Regions from separate parts of the Mus musculus genome. Here all the other regions are linked to region 1. The links are chromatin contacts, called in public promoter capture Hi-C maps. All regions are on one chromosome and are shown on one strand. The core of a region is the stretch at or near the end of the contact, and the rest is flanking DNA. Distances in the headings are between cores, read along the strand shown.

What was found. Promoter capture Hi-C pulls out the DNA fragments that hold promoters and counts their contacts.
Region 2: a promoter capture Hi-C map of pre-B cells shows a contact between it and region 1, with 3 times the contacts expected there. The contact joins the promoter of Zscan2 here to the promoter of Mesp1 in region 1.
Region 3: a promoter capture Hi-C map of liver shows a contact between it and region 1, with 3 times the contacts expected there. The contact joins the promoter of Homer2 here to the promoter of Mesp1 in region 1.
Region 4: a contact with region 1 is called in a promoter capture Hi-C map of liver, with 4 times the contacts expected there. The contact joins the promoter of Ap3b2 here to the promoter of Mesp1 in region 1. A contact is called at or near these places in 2 of 39 promoter capture datasets (liver and pre-B cells).
Region 5: a contact with region 1 is called in a promoter capture Hi-C map of liver, with 3 times the contacts expected there. The contact joins the promoter of Wdr73 here to the promoter of Mesp1 in region 1. A contact is called at or near these places in 2 of 39 promoter capture datasets (liver and pre-B cells) and 1 of 115 datasets of contacts at active chromatin or transcription factors (fetal liver).
Region 6: a promoter capture Hi-C map of pre-B cells shows a contact between it and region 1, with 7 times the contacts expected there. The contact joins the promoter of Slc28a1 here to the promoter of Mesp1 in region 1. A contact is called at or near these places in 2 of 39 promoter capture datasets (liver and pre-B cells).

The regions. Positions count from the first base shown.
Region 1 is chr7:79,792,281-79,795,035 of GRCm38.p6, forward strand. It overlaps Mesp1 (mesoderm posterior 1), which reads right to left and starts at 1,310. Exons shown (of 2, transcript NM_008588.2): 1 at 585-1,310; 2 at 1-311. The coding sequence starts at 1,247. The coding sequence ends at 243.
Region 2 is chr7:80,859,500-80,862,199 of GRCm38.p6, forward strand. Zscan2 (zinc finger and SCAN domain containing 2) reads left to right here and starts at 1,432. Exons shown (of 3, transcript NM_001382511.1): 1 at 1,432-1,578.
Region 3 is chr7:81,705,666-81,708,403 of GRCm38.p6, forward strand. It overlaps Homer2 (homer scaffolding protein 2), which reads right to left and starts at 1,260. Exons shown (of 9, transcript NM_001164086.1): 1 at 1,094-1,260. The coding sequence starts at 1,098. Gm32579 (a long non-coding RNA gene) reads right to left here. Exons shown (of 2, transcript XR_391652.2): 2 at 2,487-2,738.
Region 4 is chr7:81,492,628-81,495,449 of GRCm38.p6, forward strand. Ap3b2 (adaptor-related protein complex 3, beta 2 subunit) reads right to left here and starts at 1,298. Exons shown (of 26, transcript NM_021492.3): 1 at 881-1,298. The coding sequence starts at 993. It overlaps BC048679 (cDNA sequence BC048679), which reads right to left. Exons shown (of 6, transcript NM_001193274.1): 5 at 2,499-2,746; 6 at 1,647-1,751. The coding sequence ends at 1,719.
Region 5 is chr7:80,899,959-80,902,658 of GRCm38.p6, forward strand. It overlaps Wdr73 (WD repeat domain 73), which reads right to left and starts at 1,311. Exons shown (of 8, transcript NM_028026.2): 1 at 1,227-1,311; 2 at 686-753; 3 at 390-478. The coding sequence starts at 1,267. It overlaps Nmb (neuromedin B), which reads right to left. Exons shown (of 3, transcript NM_026523.4): 3 at 2,269-2,545. The coding sequence ends at 2,510.
Region 6 is chr7:81,113,495-81,116,290 of GRCm38.p6, forward strand. It overlaps Slc28a1 (solute carrier family 28 (sodium-coupled nucleoside transporter), member 1), which reads left to right and starts at 1,305. Exons shown (of 18, transcript NM_001004184.3): 1 at 1,305-1,383; 2 at 2,029-2,140. The coding sequence starts at 2,045.

The DNA.
Region 1 (2,755 bases), core at 60-2,559:
CACACCAGGCAAAGCTTGTGCCTGCTTCATCTTTAGAGCGTGTACCCTATTGGGCGCCTCCTTCCAAGGAGGGTTGGAATGGTACAGTCTGGATGAGGGCCAGCTCCCACCCCGGGATGCCCATGTTGGTATCACTGCCGCCTCTTCCAGGATCTACTCCCTCCGAAGGTGCCAAGACCAAAGGAAAAGTGTCTGTGCTCAGACAGGGTGACAATCATCCGTTGCATTGTCCCCTCCACTCTTCAGGCAGGCGGCCACTCCTGCGGCGGCGTCCAGGTTTCTAGAAGAGCCAGCATGTCGCTGCTGAAGAGCTGCAGGAAGAGTGAACAGCGCCACAATCAACACCTGCCCCAGGGTCAGGTCCGCGCTCATCCGCTCCACGCTCAAGGTTAAGCGAGCAAGCAAAGCGTCCTTAATCCCTGCCTGTCCAACTCCCACCCTGTTCGGACACCCAGGGCACACGGGGATGCGCCCAAGGGAGATCCTGAGTGCAGCAGAGAGGCTGGTCCGCGACGTGGGGCTGTGCGTCGCGCACCAACAGTAGGGGGCGCCACCTCGACAGTGTGGGGGAAGGGGTTACTAACCGGAGATGAGGGACTGGGCTCCATTTCCTGCCTTTCCTGGGATGCTGTTTCTGCGTACAGGAACGATGGGTCCCACGATTCTGCGGCGACTCGGGGTCTAGGGTAGGCAGGCGGGGATCCCCACGACACCCCGCTGCAGACGGCCGGGCTTAAACGGGGACCGAGCGACTGCGACTGCGCCAGGTCGCTGTCGGGGCACAGCGGGCAGCCTCGAGGTGACACCGCGTGCCGCTGTCGCCGGAGGTTGTCCTCGCTGAGTCCCAGCACAGCCGACAGGTGGCCAATGTAGCGGATGGCCAGGCGCAGCGTCTCGATCTTGGTCAGGTTCTGGCCGGTTGGTGCCACGGATGGCGGCAAGAAGCGGCGCAGCTCGTGCAGCGCGCGGGCGAGTGTGCGCATACGTAGCTTCTCCCGCTCGCTGGCGCTCTGCCGCTGTCCGCTACCCAGGCGGCTACCGTGCGTCCCGCGCCTACCCGGGGTCCCAGCACGCCGGGCCGGGCGGGCGCAGGGTGGTGCAGGGCTGCTGGCCTGGGCACCGTCCCACGGGTCCGAGGACCAGGCTGGGGAGCAGACGCTGTTCCCATCGGAAGGCATCGGTGGCTGCCGACCAGCGGGACTCAGGATCCAGGACTCGGAGCGCGGCTCGCACAGGGGCTGGGCCATGGCAGCGGAGGCCTGACCATTGGGTCCGCTGTAGCTTTATCCTGAGCCCTAGGTGTGAAGCGGGCCCCTTCCAGAATTCATCAGCATATCAAAGCCGGCTCGAGCCAGGAGGGGGGCAGGGCCTGAACCCTTTGAACCATAGCAGGGGCTCTGAGGTGCAGGACCCCTTAGTCCAGTCTGCTCCACCTGGACCATATTTGGGGCCTCAGTAAGTCAGGCACCTATGGCCAGGACTGCCAGTTGAAAGAACCATGCTCAGAGAACTGAAGTCTAGCTCCTAGGCTTAGGGTACACCTTCATTTATTAGGGACCCTACGCCATTTTTTTCCATCACTTTAATTTACAAATTGTATAACAAGAGACTTCGGGATTGCATTGGCCAACTGTGGACTAGGGACCTCTAGACACGGAGAGAACTCTAGTTCAGTCCTTCCCAGAGGCTTGGATGTGGCCTGTAGTCCTCCCTGATGTCCAGGCTATGGGAGGCACATTGAAGAAACCATCCCGACCGACCTGTGAGGTTGCTGGGGTGTCCGGGCAGGGGGAGAGGTGAGCCTGCCTCCCCACACTACAAGTCACTTCTAGTCTTGGCAAGATGGGGAGCTTGGTCCCCTTCCCAGCCCTCCCATGACTGGAGCTCTGCTGCTTTGGTCAGCTACAGTGAGTAAAAAGTCCTTTGACAAAACTCAACTCCTTGAGCTGGTGGCACACTTGGGAGGTGAAGGCAGGAGGGTCAGGAGTTCAAGGCCAGGCCTAGCTGTATATGGCCCAGGTTAACATGGGCTACATAAGATCCTGTGTTGGAAAAAACAAAACAAAACAAAACAAAACCCAAAAACCCTGAAAAGCAGAAACCTTCATCTGTCCCAATGGCAGTTTTATAATCTATTTCATAGGATGCTACCTGTTAGGTTCATAGGCTGCCTTTTATTTTTTAAAGATGTGTGTGTGTGTGTGTGTGTGTGTGTGTGTGTGTGTGTGTGTGTGCTGGTGCCCCCACACAGGCCAGAGGTGTCACGTTCCTTAGGATCGGGCCTTGCAGGCAATTGTAAGCTGCCTGAGGTGGCTTCTGGGAACAGAACCTTGGGTTCTTCAAGAGCAACATGTGCTCTTCTTAACTGCTGAGCCGTCTCTCCAGTGTTCTTCCTCCCACATCTTGAAACATGGTCTCATGTAGCCCAGGCTAGCCTCAAACTTACTCTAACCCAGCTGGCCTTTAGCTCCTGATCCTGCTGCCTCAGCTTACTGCAGTTGTGAGCCTGGCTGTTGAGGATGCCTGCTCTTACCATACCTGTTCAGTGTTGTACTGAATGAAGGGACTAGGTTGGAAAAATAAAGAGAAATAAATACAAATTGAGAGATTAAAGCAAACCTGTCCCCACTTATATGTGACATGCTTATTAATAAAGTCTCCAGAAGTTGGGCATACACGCACATGCCTGTAATTCCAACATTTGGAAAATGAAGGCAAGAGGAGTTTGGGCCAGTCTTGGCTGCAAAGTGAATTT
Region 2 (2,700 bases), core at 182-2,681, 1.1 Mb after region 1:
CTTCTGCAAGAGCAGCAAGTGCTCTTAACTCTTACGCGCGCTCAACTGGCCAGGAAGAACGACGCTGCAACAGGATCCTTCTGCACACGTTTATTGGGAGAGCTTGATTGTAGAGGCGAAAAGACCCTGAGCCCAGAACTGGTGCTGCTTACATAGGCCTAGGAGAGGTGTGTCTCACATCTGATTGGTTAACTTGTCTTGGCAAAAGAACCTTCACTGCCTATGTATGTGTAGTGGCCAGCAGTAGCCAACTGCCACTCTGCAACTGCCACTCTGCAACTGCCACTCTGCAACGGCTTCCCACACTTAACCACTGAACCATCTCTCCAGCCCCCAAGTCAAGGGTTTTAACTAGAGCGAGTAAGGGAGTAAAAGTTTGTATGCTCTTTGGGAAGAGAGCAATCCGTACAGAGTAGGAATGGCTGTGTCGGGGACAGAAGTGGGTTTAGATTTATCCTTTATCTGTTATCCTCTCCCTGTCCCTCCATTAAGGCGGGCACTAAAACAAAGTGGCACACTTTTCTTGGAAGCTCATTTCACCCAGTCTTGGGGCTTAAGTGCCCTCAAAGCTGAAAAGTTCACTTGGTGAAGGGGTAGCAGGCACTCCATGCATACTCTTATCTAGAGATACCCTGAAGCCAGTTGAAGCTGAGCCAACTAGTAGACCACTACCATCTATTGCTGTTCTTTACATCCTGTTTTGGGGACCTTGAGATGACCCATCTGGAAGGACCACTATTGTCCTTTGTGTCCTGTTTTAGGGTGCCTGGGTGGTCATTCCCTCCCAGAGCTAACCTCTTGCCTAACTGTAGGGCAGGTTCCAAGGAGCCGACTATAGACTAGGACTTACAAAGCAGAAAGAGCGGGGCGGGGCTTTCGTGAAGACGCAAGAATACCACGTGTGAAAACAAAGGGGAGTGCAACCCCGGAGTGCAAATGCCTGTGCGTAGCTGCAAATTTCCAGGAGAGGTGCGAACTTGGGCCAAGAGGAACTTTGATTGCGCAGATTTCTTCTCTGCTTAGAGTCAGCTTTTGGCTCTCGAGGGCTCATTTGCCACTCAATTCTCAGCTGAAAAAGACTGATACATTCACCCAGCTTTCATTTTTTATAGATAAATACACGCGAGCTTTAGAGAATTGGCACTATCTGTCTCAGGTGAAAGCTTTGGGCAGTACTAGAAGACAGACAGCTAGTCCTGGGTCGTCCTCTGCCTCTGATCCGGAGGCATTACTTACGGCTATCAAACCCTCTGTTCGCTCAGGTACAAACCACCCCCCCCCCCGTCTCTGGGTAAACTACATTTCCCGCAATGCATCGGGTGGAACTTCCCTCCCAACGCCCATCTGGACGCAGTTTTCACCAATAGTGGAGCAGAATTTCAGGAACTGTTGTGGACAGCCAATGAGAGTGGCCATGGGCGGGCCTCTCCCGTCCATTGTTCTCTGTGCCCCTTGGGCTTGAGCTGAGGTGAATCCAGAGGGGCCGGGCCGGGCCGGGCCAGACCGTGGGGTGCTTTTGCGCTCAGAGAGATAGCGGGAACAGGACCTGGTCCCTGGAGAGGCGAGCGGGAGAGGCAGGTCAGGAGCCGCGCGCCCCGCGGGGAACAGCCAGAGAGACAGCGAGTAACGGGCCTGGAGCCAGCTCAGGGCAGTTTGGGGGAGGGGCGTCGGTGTCCGCGCCCGACGGGCTGGACGCGCAGCTCTGCGTCCTGGTTCTTCGGAGCCCTCGAGGCTCCGCTCACACCAGAGCGCTGGGTACGCGCAGCCTAGGAACGCAGGCTTTACACTGGGAAGGGATGCTCGACGACATCCCACCGAGCCGCCTCCTTGACCAGGTGGGGAAACTGAGGTTCTGAGGGGGCGTGTCGGAGCCAGGCTTAGCTAATAAGCTGTCTAGGTTCAGTGTTCCCGGGATGTCCAGGAAGAATTACGATGTATTTGTGTTTCACGTAGTCATTTTGGACAAATTGACATTGGGAGCTTCAGTTTTCTTTCTGTTGTTGCTGTTCTGTTTTAACTTTTGCTATTTTCATGGGGGAGGGCATGTTATCTGATTCTATGGTGTAATGATTTTTTAAAAATAAATATTCATTGCTTTCATAATACTTAAATAGTTTTTAATTCCACTGCTTTGAATATTTTGTAGAGCTACTACTCAGATCTAGGTGTGTGTCCCCCACACCCCCACCCCCCGCAATGATCCCCATGTGTGTTCATTTAAAAAGGAATTGGGCAGGCAGTAATCTCAGCACTCAGGAAGCAGGACAGGCAGGTCAGGAGTTCGAGGCCAGCGTGGGCTACATAATGAGATCTTGCTTCAGAAGCAAAAAAATAAACAGAAATGTCTGTACTGAACATGTAGGAGCGTTCTCGTTATTATTCCCAAACAGTACAGCATACCAACTGTTTACATATTATTTACACTTAAGTATATGTTGTCTAGAGATGATTGAAGGTATTTGGTACACCATTTTATATAGGGGCCTTGAGGAGTCCTGGATTCTGGGATCTGGGAGATTATCTGAGGGCAACCTCCTTTGAAATATAGCACTAATGACTTGTAGTGAAGCTGGGGGCACCTTGACATGCGATCCATTAGTAATCACTATGATGTTCCATATGATAAGGATGAGTGTTATCTATTCATTAAGTGGTCACTGAGGTTGAATGACTAACCTCTTTGTTAGGTCACAGTCTCTG
Region 3 (2,738 bases), core at 10-2,509, 1.9 Mb after region 1:
CCACAGCCATCTGCTCTCCTACCCGGAGCTCTACCTTGCTTGCCTCTGCTCCCTCCAAAACTCTACCAGCTCCACGGAGAAAGCCACTCCTGAGGCTTGTCTGGAGCTAAGCACAGTAAAGCCACTGCCCCATAGGGGCTGGTGGGGCCACCAGGGCGATCATGACTCTTCCCATGGCACCCATCCCCAAAGGGAAGCTAGTTCTCTAGACCACCTACACAGCAGAGGCCTCTGGGCCCCATGAAAGGCTGTTTGAAGAACACTGGGCTCAGCAGCAGAAGACAGACCTCTGATGTCCTTAACCATCCTCATGGCCAGTCAGGCAGTGGCCTAGCTTCTGCCGGTGAGCAACCACACACTAAGTATTCCCCTTTTACAAATGTATCAGCTGTTCAAGCTGGGAGAAGTCTCCCAACTAAACCGGCCTCAGTTTCCTCTTGTGGAGAGCAAGCACACAAACCATATCTCGCATAGAGACTGAAACACCATGAGTGTGCGCTCACATCGGCGAGCAGATGTAAAGAGTTACTGTGTTATTAGCACAGTGGCTCCTGACTCACAGCGCCTACTGCTCGGAGAGACGCCGAAGAGAAATCAATCCTGCTTTTAAAATTACTTTATATACTCAGGAGCATTAGTCACTTCAACTGAGTGCTCCAACTTCCCTCCCAAGCATCTGGAGCCTCACCTAGGTGCCTAACAGATTGTCGCATCTCAACGCTGCCTACAAGTCCACTATTCCTACGCTGAAGGGTTATTATTGGGTGTGTTTCCTTTCCAGGAAAACTTCGATTTCTATGTCGCTGGCTGTAAATGCAGCCGTGAAGAAAGGCAAACTGCTTTTCACACTCACAAACCCAGGCCCTGGAGTTGCTCGCGCTAGGGGCAAGGAGACCGCGGAATGGCCGAGGCGCCGAGACCAGCCCGGGTGCGGGTCCCCGCCAGGTGTCTCCGCGCCCGGCTGGCTGAGACGGGAAGGGCCGTGGGCTCCAGGCGCAAAGTCCGCGCCCAGGCCGGGGGCGCCCCGAGCTCCCGCCGCAGCACGCGACCGGCGGCCCGTAGCCCCTCGCGGGCGCTCCGCGAGCTCACTCACCCCATCTCCGGCGCTGCTCGTGCGGCCGCTCCGACGGGGCCCCTGGCGTTCGCTCTCCGCCCGCTCGGCAGCTGCTCCCCGCGCGGCACATGCGGCGGCCCGAGTGCGCCCGGCTCAGCCCCGGCGCCGTTCCATTCCGCCGGCTGCGCGGCTGCTCTGCCGGTGTCGGGGCCGCCGCCAGGCGCGGGCGGGCGGGAGGGCGGGGGCTGGGCGGCCGGGGGCTGGGCGGCCGCGCTCGGGCGGAGCCGCCGGTCCCTCCCGCCCGCTCCTTACGTAACCTCGTGGCCCCCGGGCCGCCGCCGCCCGCCTGGAGCTGGGGGCGCGGCAGCGTGTGCAGCGTCCCCCGCGCTGCCGCGCAGTCGCCGCTTCTTCCAGCAGCCCCCTCCTCTCCTGTGTCGACCCCGCACCCGCGCGCCCTGCCAAGCTTGGCGCCGCGCCTCGGACGGGATGTCCCACCTGCTGGACTTGAAGTCGCAGCTGGCAGGGACTTTTTGGCCACCTTTAGTTTGCAGATGAGGGAACCGAAGCCCCCCAGGGAGGAGAAATGATGTGACCAAGGTCACAGTCTCAGATTAGATCTCACGTCTCCAGAGTCTGAGATGGGCAGGACCACGATTTGCTCCCCACCCCATTTAATGCCCACCTTCGTCTTCCTGCCCACCTGTCTGGCTGAGTGGCCTTAAAATCCTGGAGGGTAAGATGGCAAGGAGGATTCTGTAGCCCAAAGCAGGTTCCCTGAACTCTTCCCTGGGTAAAGACAGAAACGCACACCCTCAGCATAGCGAGTTGGCAAAATTTGAGAGGCTTCCTTAAGCTTGGCTATGATTCCCTACCAAAGGCCAGCACTGGAGCCAACCTAACCATCACCCCACACTGGGCCTTCCACGGGATTGTCTTCGGCTGAGCACACATTGCCCACACAAGCCTGGCATCTCTGGACAGACAGGGACTGGGAGGAGAAGGCAAGGACAAGCAACTGGAATAGGGCCACCACCGTGCCCCTGCCCTCATTTCCCTTCAGGCCACTGTGACTAGCTACCTAGCTCCTTCACCTCACAAGAGCACCCACCCCATTTCTAAACGGTGGTCAGTAATTTCTGAAATACAAGTTGATCTGAGGCTCCCCTCCCACTGTCCTTGGGATGAGCCTGGCCAGTCCACTACCACCTCCAGCCCTCTCACTTTGCCCTTGCTCGCCGCACTCCAGCCAGCTGGCCATTCTCTCAGCCTACCCACGTGCTCTTCTTTCTGTCTGGGAAGATTTTTTTCCCCTTCATTCCTACATGTGCTTCAGATCACTGTTACACTGTCGCGTCCCTTAGGGGCTTAACCGAAGGCCGTGGATGGCATTGTTCCGGTCCATTTTTCTTCCTTGCACTTACTGTTAGTAGTATCTCGTGTAAAATTATTGGTTTAATATTCCAGACACACCTGCAAACTCTTAGAAAGATGTGGCTTTTTGCCCATAATTGTAACCTCTACTACCTACAATGGGAATTCAAAGTCTTCCACCAATATTTGTTGAATGAATAAGTAAACAGACCAAGCCCTATCTATACAAAATTGGTCAGGATCTGTGCACACAGGTGACTCTGTTTAGAGCCAAGACTAATGAACAGTCAGCCCCAGAGGAAGTTCTTCTAAC
Region 4 (2,822 bases), core at 48-2,547, 1.7 Mb after region 1:
TGACTGACTTTTAAGGGTTTGTTGCTGTTTGCAGCTGCTTGAGCATGTGAGGCCTAGCACTGACCATGCAGGGTAAGGAACAGGGTCACCCGATCATTAGTAATAAAAATCCAGTGGGACTCGCACTCGGTGAACCTGCCTGGTTGAGTGACCCTTCTGAAGAAGTGCATTCGCTTGCGCCTTGTGCTCTGGATTGTGTGGTGATTTCCCTGAGACCCCAGACCCATTTCTAACACGAGAGTACCTTCCTCCCTGAAATGGAACATGTCTTGCACTCCCACTCCTGACCCTTGAATTGTCAGGGCTACAATTGTGCTCCCGGTTGGAACAATCTATTGGCTCCTGTTCACTACTCCGTTCCGTGACTAACAGGTCCACAGGCCTTTAATTAATGTGCTATTGAATTTATGAACAAATAAATGAATGAGTCAAAGGTAAGATTCAAACCAAGTAGGGCTGAATCATAGGGCAATGTGGGGGTTGGGGAAAGATGGAGAAATTAATTTGCAGGAGGAGCCAGTTTCTCAGTCTACATCCAGGGCCGGCTTCCTGGAGTGGACCACACTCAAACTCCAGTTCCCCAATTCAGACCCGTCCCCTACGGAATTGGTTTTGGGGGTTTTGTTTTGGTTTCTCTTTGAGCCAGCGAATAAAAGGCTGCAAACATCATCGCAGCTGTTCCATAAGGACCCCGCCTGTCTGGTCCCTCCCCCACCAGCCTTGGGTCCCCCGCCCCTTCGTAGCTAAAGGCGAAGTGGCCCTGCTGCGGGAACCCCGGGAAGCGCGCAGGGCGGGTCTGGGTCGGCAGGGCCGCAGCCTCGCGGGCGCTGTCCATGGTGCCTGCGCGCCAGCCGCACCCGGCCGGCGCTCGCTAGCTCACCGCTTGTAGTCCGAGGAGAAGATACCGCCGCTCGCCGGGTCGTGGCCATATTCTGGCTCCCCGGGACCGGCTGAGCCGCCCTTGTCTTCGCTGTAGGCCGGAGCGGCCGACATGGATCTGCGCTGAGGGGTGGCTGAGCGGCCGGGTTGGGCTTTGGTCGAGGAATGGGATGCACGCCTAGCTCTGCGGAGCTGCAATCTGCGCGGCGGAGGCAGCGCGCAGATTCAGCAATCAGGGCTGAGCGCTAAGGTTCTTAAAGGGACCGGCACCACCCGCGGAGTGCAGGGTTGGGGTGAGCTGACAGGGGACGGAGGAACAGCGCCTGCCCTGTCCCAATCTCTCAGAACTCTCTGGCAACTGCAAGCATCTAAAGGTCTCTCACAGTGAGCAAGGCTGCAGGGCTGATGACTGTATAGTCTTTGGAGGGATGCGGACCTCCTGCCTCCGCCCTCCCGATCACCTGACCTCCACGGACCCGCCCACCCATGCAGTGAGAGAGGGGGACGTGAGGGACACTGAAAGAAGGCCATACTCGCAGGCCTGGGTTGGAACATCTACCTTGGAGATTTAGGGGTGGGTACCTTTCCATCCTTTTTCACACAGTCTAAATCCCTCTGAGGATAACCTGCTTACTCACTGGGAATCATAGCAACTTCCTGGAAGAAGTGGAATTTAAGAGGAGGCTGACCCAGGAAGCAAGTGCTAAGGGCATTCTGGGAGCAAATCAGTTCTAGGTGGAGTAAAGAGAACCTCCAACATCCTAATTACGTTTGGGAAAATACTTTAATGATCCCTTCTGAAACCTCTTTTGGCCCATTCAGGAGGACCCAAGGTCACATTAATCACTGGTTAGGTTCCTGTCCATTGACATCTAGAAGGGAAAGAAGACGAACAGATTGAGTTAGGGTCTGGTGTAATTGCCAGGTCTCCAGGACTTTGTGATTTATCAAGCTTAGCTCCTAAGACCCAAGGAAGGAAGGAAGGGAGGAAGGAAGGAAGGAAGGAAGGAAGGAAGGAAGGAAGGAAGGAAGGAAAGCAAGAAGAAGGATTGTAGCTAGTTCTGGATTAGAGAGAACACCCTGGACTAGGCTGATGGTGAATTGTTTATCTTTGGTCTAGATTTTGGACATGAGGTTGAGTGATTGGGAACTCCTGGCCAGGCTCATAGAATGGAAGTATTCCCAAGGACCGAGATTTGTAGACTAGGGTCCCAATTCTCTAAGATCAGAATTGGTGGACTGTTTGGAAAAGGATGGAACTGAGAAAGGCGGACTTTGGATCAATAGAAAGTTCTACTGCAAAAAGAAGGATGGAGTTGGAGCAGCCCCTGGGTTGGAGATCGGTCATGTTCAGTAAATATATCTGCTCAGGATCTAAGAACAGTAGCCTGAGGTCTACCTGGCGCTAAAGGGTTTCAAAGTGTGTAACTTCAAAAATAGGTACACCTATTCTGGGGACTTTAGATTGCCAGAGTAAAGAGTTTAAGATGAAAGGAACCTGGTCTGGGTGTAGTGGAGAGGGGAATCATCTGAATTATGCTGGAGCAAGTTGGTTAGGTGCCTTTGTTAGCAGACTGGGGCTGGCATGGGATGTGGGCAGGTAGAAGAGAGGCACTTACTGAGTCCATGCCCAACAGGTTCAGTGCAAAGTGCACACAGTTGCTGCTAGTGGGATGGTAGGGAGGAGGATCGTTGTCCATAGCTTCTCGCACGCGGCTCTCCAGCACCCTAGGGTCAACGCCACCGCGCCTGCGTAGCACACGCCAGAGCTGTCGGGAGCGCTGCAGAGCTCTGTGCCCCTGTTTACACACGACACCCTCACAGTAACCCAGAAACGTTTGTACTCCATTCTGGTTGGAGGTCCTGCCTGTGGGGATAGCAGGCCCAAAATCAGAGCAAATCGGAGCTAGCTTTGGTGCGACTCAGTAATCTGCCCTAGCATT
Region 5 (2,700 bases), core at 61-2,560, 1.1 Mb after region 1:
TCCAGCCCACGTCTATTTCTGATAAAGTAAGACTGCTCTTTGCCTGTAGCAGCTCTCCTGCGACCACCTGCTTGTCCTTGGCATTCATCCCCATGCACAGGGGCCTTGTTCTAGACTTTGGTTTTGTTTTTCTTTTTTTTTGAGACAGGGTTTCTCTGTGTAACCTTGGATGTCCTGGAACTCGTTCTGTAGACCAAGCTGGCCCCAAACTCACAGAGATTCACCTGCCTCTGCCTCCCAAGTGCCTGGATTAAAGGTTTGCACACGCCGCCGCCCGCCCCCCCCCCCTCCTTCTGTGGCAGCCCCAGGTACTTGTCAGGCAGAGTAACAGGCACTCCAGAAATGCATAATAAATTGACACAGATAATCAGCTTCTCTATTTAAGTTACCTGGTTTTCCTGTACAGAGAGCCTGAGAGGTAGTATCAAATGAAGAATCTCATTTTTTTTCAAACTTTCATAACCAGCAACAAAGACTCCTGAAATAAAACAGTAACTATGACAAAGAGTTAGAAATATCGTGGATCGTGGCTGGATTTATAAATTCTCCCAATACCTTCCCCATTCTCTGAGTAGCCTTGTGTCAGGGGATGGAAGTTGAATGGGTCTCCCTAGCGGCTCAGACTTTAAAATTCAGCCCATGAGGCAGAAACGCATCTCGTTTAGTAGCAGGCAAGATATATTACCTTTTTCACCAATCCACTCAAGGACTCGAGTGGCTCCTGAGAGGTCAAATGCATGGAAGTCTTGGTACCTGCAGGATAGGGTTACAAAAATCACGCGACGCACAGCTAACCAAGAACTGGGAGATCGCTGAAGGACTGGTGGAACCAGGCTCTGGAGTTAGGTAAACATGGGGCTGAATCTTTTCTTCTGCATTTTCCTCCCTGGTGTATGAGACCGGGCTGGCCATAAGGAACCAAGCCTTGGTTCCTCACCTGCGGAACTCCCATAAAGTTGATTTCCCCAAGTTGAGGTGAACAATCAGGAGAAACCTGTGTTCAAGTTAACCTAGAATCCGGCCCAGGGTAACCGGCCATGTGTGCCTTATCAGCCCTCACATGCGCGGATCTGGTCACATTACTTGCTTACAAAGGACCCAGAGTCCCAGAGCTAGAGGCCGGGGGTCAGGACCTCCATCGGTCCGTGCCTGGGCACTGCCCACGAGCCCACAACCGCACGCGCCCTCTCCCATTGCCCATCAGACCCGCCCACGGGCCAATTTACAATCGCAAAGACTCCACGAGCCAGTCCTCAGCGAGCTCCATAGCAACTGTGGCTTCCGTCGCTCCACTTCCGCCAGCCAGACTTCCTGGGCAGGCGCGCGCTCTCGCGAGGAGAGGGCGTGGTCTTCCGCTGGCTGGGGCGGAAGCGCTCAGCGCTGCGCGAAGCCCTGTTGATGTTTCTTCTGTTCTGTGTGCAGAGTCCGGGTGAAAACGACGCAAAAAAACCAGATCCATCGATGTCAGCTACAAGCAGGATCGGAGACATCAAATATACCCCTAATGTATATTTAGGATCAAGAATGTGCAGCCAAAGAGCTGTCAGTGTCCCAAAGCAGGTACAATACAGACTTAATTGGCACTTCAAGTGAACAGTTAATTTAAGTTTGCGTGTATTGTCCGTAAAGGATACTTAAGGACTTTTTTATTTTTTAAAATGAAAGGAATCTTGTTTAACTGGGGATGTAGCTCAGCTGCTAGAGTGCTTGCCCGGCATGCACGGAGTTAGCTTTTCAGTACCCCGTAAAAATAGACAAAAAACCCAGCGCGGTGGCGCATGACTGATCAGAAGTTTTAGGTCATCATCTGCTGCATAGAGAGTTCGAGGCCAGTCTACTGTTACACAGGACACGATCAACAAAGTATCTGACATTCCAACTTAATTTTTATTCGATAACTTTGGCAACATGTATGGAGGACCCTACATTCGGAGAAGAAAAAGAACACAGCAGGGCTGGATTCTAGTGTGGCTCTCTCCCGTATGCACCAGGTAGTGCACTAAAGTTTGCCATGGGGATCAAAGGTGGGGCGAGTGCAGCATAGTGTAGGTAGCCCCCCACTGCAGGGGAAGAAGCTTTTGGTAGCAGAACTCACTCGTGGCTGGATCAGTGCAGCCAACACAACACCTGACTGCTGAGAGCTGGCTGGCTGGTGCCATGGTGGGGGGTGATGGGGCTTTTCTAAGACCACCCTAGCTCTCTGAACATGCCACCCTCCAGAACCCTTCCCTCTTTCCTCAAATGTGGGTGGAAGGAGAGGCCCAGACATTCTGTGTAAAGAGCAGTATTTTTATTCACCACTTCACCAGGGAAGCAAGAAATACAGCAGGAAAGACTTTGTGTCTGCATCATTAACATTCCTGGTGACCCAACCAGAAATCACAGTAACAGATTAACACATTTGAGCTTAGGATTTACATCCAGAGGAGGCCACTGCTAGGGTTCCATTGTCAGCTTCCCTGGATGGACACATTCTAAGCCCAGCATCCGGTTTGTTCCATTATTGGCATCACTTCTGCAGTAGTGGCTCCAGCAGCCTCCTGTACTGAAGGCAAGAAGGGAAGACTTGACTCTGGAGTCCACAAATCAGGGAAATGCTGAGTGTACCCAGGAGGGCAGCTGCAGGCTCTCAGCTGAGCCTCTCAGTGAGAACCTTTCTCCCTGGAAGACCTGAGGAGTCAGGGGGATTGGTTTTCCCAG
Region 6 (2,796 bases), core at 55-2,554, 1.3 Mb after region 1:
GCTCCTTCAGTATCTGCTCTGGCCCCATCCCAGTCTTGCTCAAGGTAAACATTTATCTTATGATCAAGGGGACCAGTGACCTGACAGTGGGTATTGTATCTCGAGATACAATATACGTATGTGTCCATGTGTGCGTATATGTATCTCCAGATACAATATACGTATGTATCCATGTGTGTGTATATGTATCTCCAGATACAATATAGGTATGTGTCCATGTGTGTGTATATGTATCTCCAGATACAATATAGGTATGTGTCCATGTGTATGTGTGTGTATATGTATATTCAGATAAGCAAGTTGTGAAAACCCTGCAACAGTACAATTTCCTATTGGAAAATGAATAACAAAATAGTGTATACTTAAGGGGAAATAAGAAAAATTCTTAGGCTCTGTATATTTCTATAACACCTTCATGCTTCATTCCGCATGACCAGGGGTGTGGAGATGCACACCTGGAATCCCAGTATTGGACATGTGGAGGCCAGAGGATTGGGTGTTTAGGGCTAACTTCGGCTACATAGCAGGTTCAAAGTCAGGCTGGGTTAGATGAGACGATATTCTCCTAACCCCAATAGAAACAGATAGTTTCTAAGAACAGGGGGTACCACTTATGTCCAGCCTCTTCTTTTCCATTTTTCCAAAACAGCCAGTGTATGCCTCTGTGTGAGGCATCTTTTGTATCATAAAAGATAATTAATTATTAAAGAGTGTGCATCATCAATTATTAAATCCTGTCAGGTAAGTTTAAATTTAGTTTGAAGACTGTAGATGAAAGTGTTGTCCCCCAACTTTGCACGTGTAACTCGGGTGTCACTCTAGGAAGAAAGGGGAGAAGGAAATGGTGTGATTTTGGCTTGTTTCTGCGACTGTGTGATGCTTAGCCCCGAGCCACCACCTGTTTGTGATAAAGACAGCGCTTTCAATATCTTCTAGTTTTGGAAAACGAGTCGCCGATACTGTGAGAAAAGGAGGCTGAGCCACAACACGAAGACACATTTCCAGGATGCTGACAGAAAGAGGAGGGAGAGAGTAACCAAGGTGGCTTCCCAAAGGAGGCGTCCTGGAGCAAGGCCAGGAAGAGGTTGGTTTGGGAAAGGGCAGCAGACAGAGGGCAGGACCACAGAGGACCCGGCTTGAGTGAGCCAGGCTACCCCATCATGCTTTTTCTGAAACAGGCTGGGGTCCCCGCCCCTGCGGTGGCCCTGAGCTCTGGGGAAGCCCAACCTACTTCAGTTTTGGACTCTGCCCAGGAATTTCCACAGAAGTGAACAGGCCAAAGCCCAAGCAGGTTGGACCCAGCCCTCCCACAGCAACCTGTGCTTCAGTCAGTCAGTTCTTAACAGTCAATCCCTCCTGACGCTGCCTTCTCACTACAAATCTGTGAGTAGTGTGGGCTCCTCTCCTCTCCGTACAGCAGTGAATGCGAGTGCCCAGGTAGCAGGCATCCCCCAGCCCTGGCTGCATGCTCCACATGCCCTCTGAGGGTCTGTGTCTGGGGAAGATCTGCTTAGCCAGCTGCTGTTGAGTAGGGAAGGCCTAAGGTGTGGGCAAGAGAGGGACCGCAGTGGGGAAACGGGAGTTTGGGCTCTCATTTGCAGGTGAGCTAACATCTAAAAGCAGCTTCACTGAGAATGAGGAATGTTCGGTTTTGAGTGGAACAGTCCTGGGTAGCGCTGGCTTCAAGATGGATGAAATGAGCACTTCCTCCCCTGCCAATGATTTTCACCGGTTGTAGGAAGTAAAGATAACTAAGGGCTCTTTTCTGAGCCGTGCCCACACCAGTGCCTACGCCATCCCCTCTTTCCCTTCCTGGTGACTGGTGACTAAGGGACAGTTCACTGTTGGAGCTTACAAGGACTTGCATCTCCCAGGATCAGGAGAGAGGGCAGAAAGGGTGTCTCTCCCACTCTCCCCTTCTCTCTCCCTCTCCCTTTCCCCTCCCCCTCGCCCTCCCTCTCTGGTTCCTTTTCTCTCTCCTGGCCCTCCTTTCGGCTGTGGACCCTCTGTGACATCTTTGTCTTTCAGCTGAAGAGCCTAGCACATGGCAGACGACACACCGAGGCAACGAGAGTCCATTTCCCTCACACCTGTGGCCCATGGCCTGGAGAACATGGGGGCCGAGTTCCTGGAAATAATGGTCTGTCCTCTTCCCCTATAGCACCTCCTCAGCCTGACTGGCATCTCACAGGGGTGTGGGGTGGTGTGGGGCTCAGCTTGATTGGCATCTCACTAGGTGGGGTGGCTCAGTTTGACTAGCAGCTCATAGTGGGAGGGCCCCTCAGCTTGACTGGCAGCTATGGGCTGGGGGACTGTGTGTTTCACTCTGTGCTCTGAGCTCTGCTTGTGTAGTACCTCCCCAGCACAAAGCACCCCCTTTATTTCACCCCTTAAACATGTTCTGAGTACCCACTGTGTGATGTACCCACTGTGTGCTGTCAGCAAAGGTCCCAGGAGGGAAGAACATCTGGTCTACAAGATGAGAGGGGAAGCAGATGATGGGGTGGGGTGTCCTTGGCATTTAAAGAACTTGCCATCTTGTCTTGGCTCCCCAAAGGCCAAGCAGAGGACTGAAAAGCTTGACATGATACCTTCTGCCCTCCCTCCCTTCCCTAACAAGGCTCCCTCTTCTTTACCAAGTGCCCCCTAGCCCCCTACTTGGACAGTGCAGTAAGAAGTGCCCTGGAGTCATGCAGTGGGGCGGGCCTGCCTGGGATCTTCCTTAAGGGTTTCCTTCGGGTCTCCAGGAAGCCAGAGTGAAATGCTGAGGCAGGATATGTCTGTACATAGTAGATG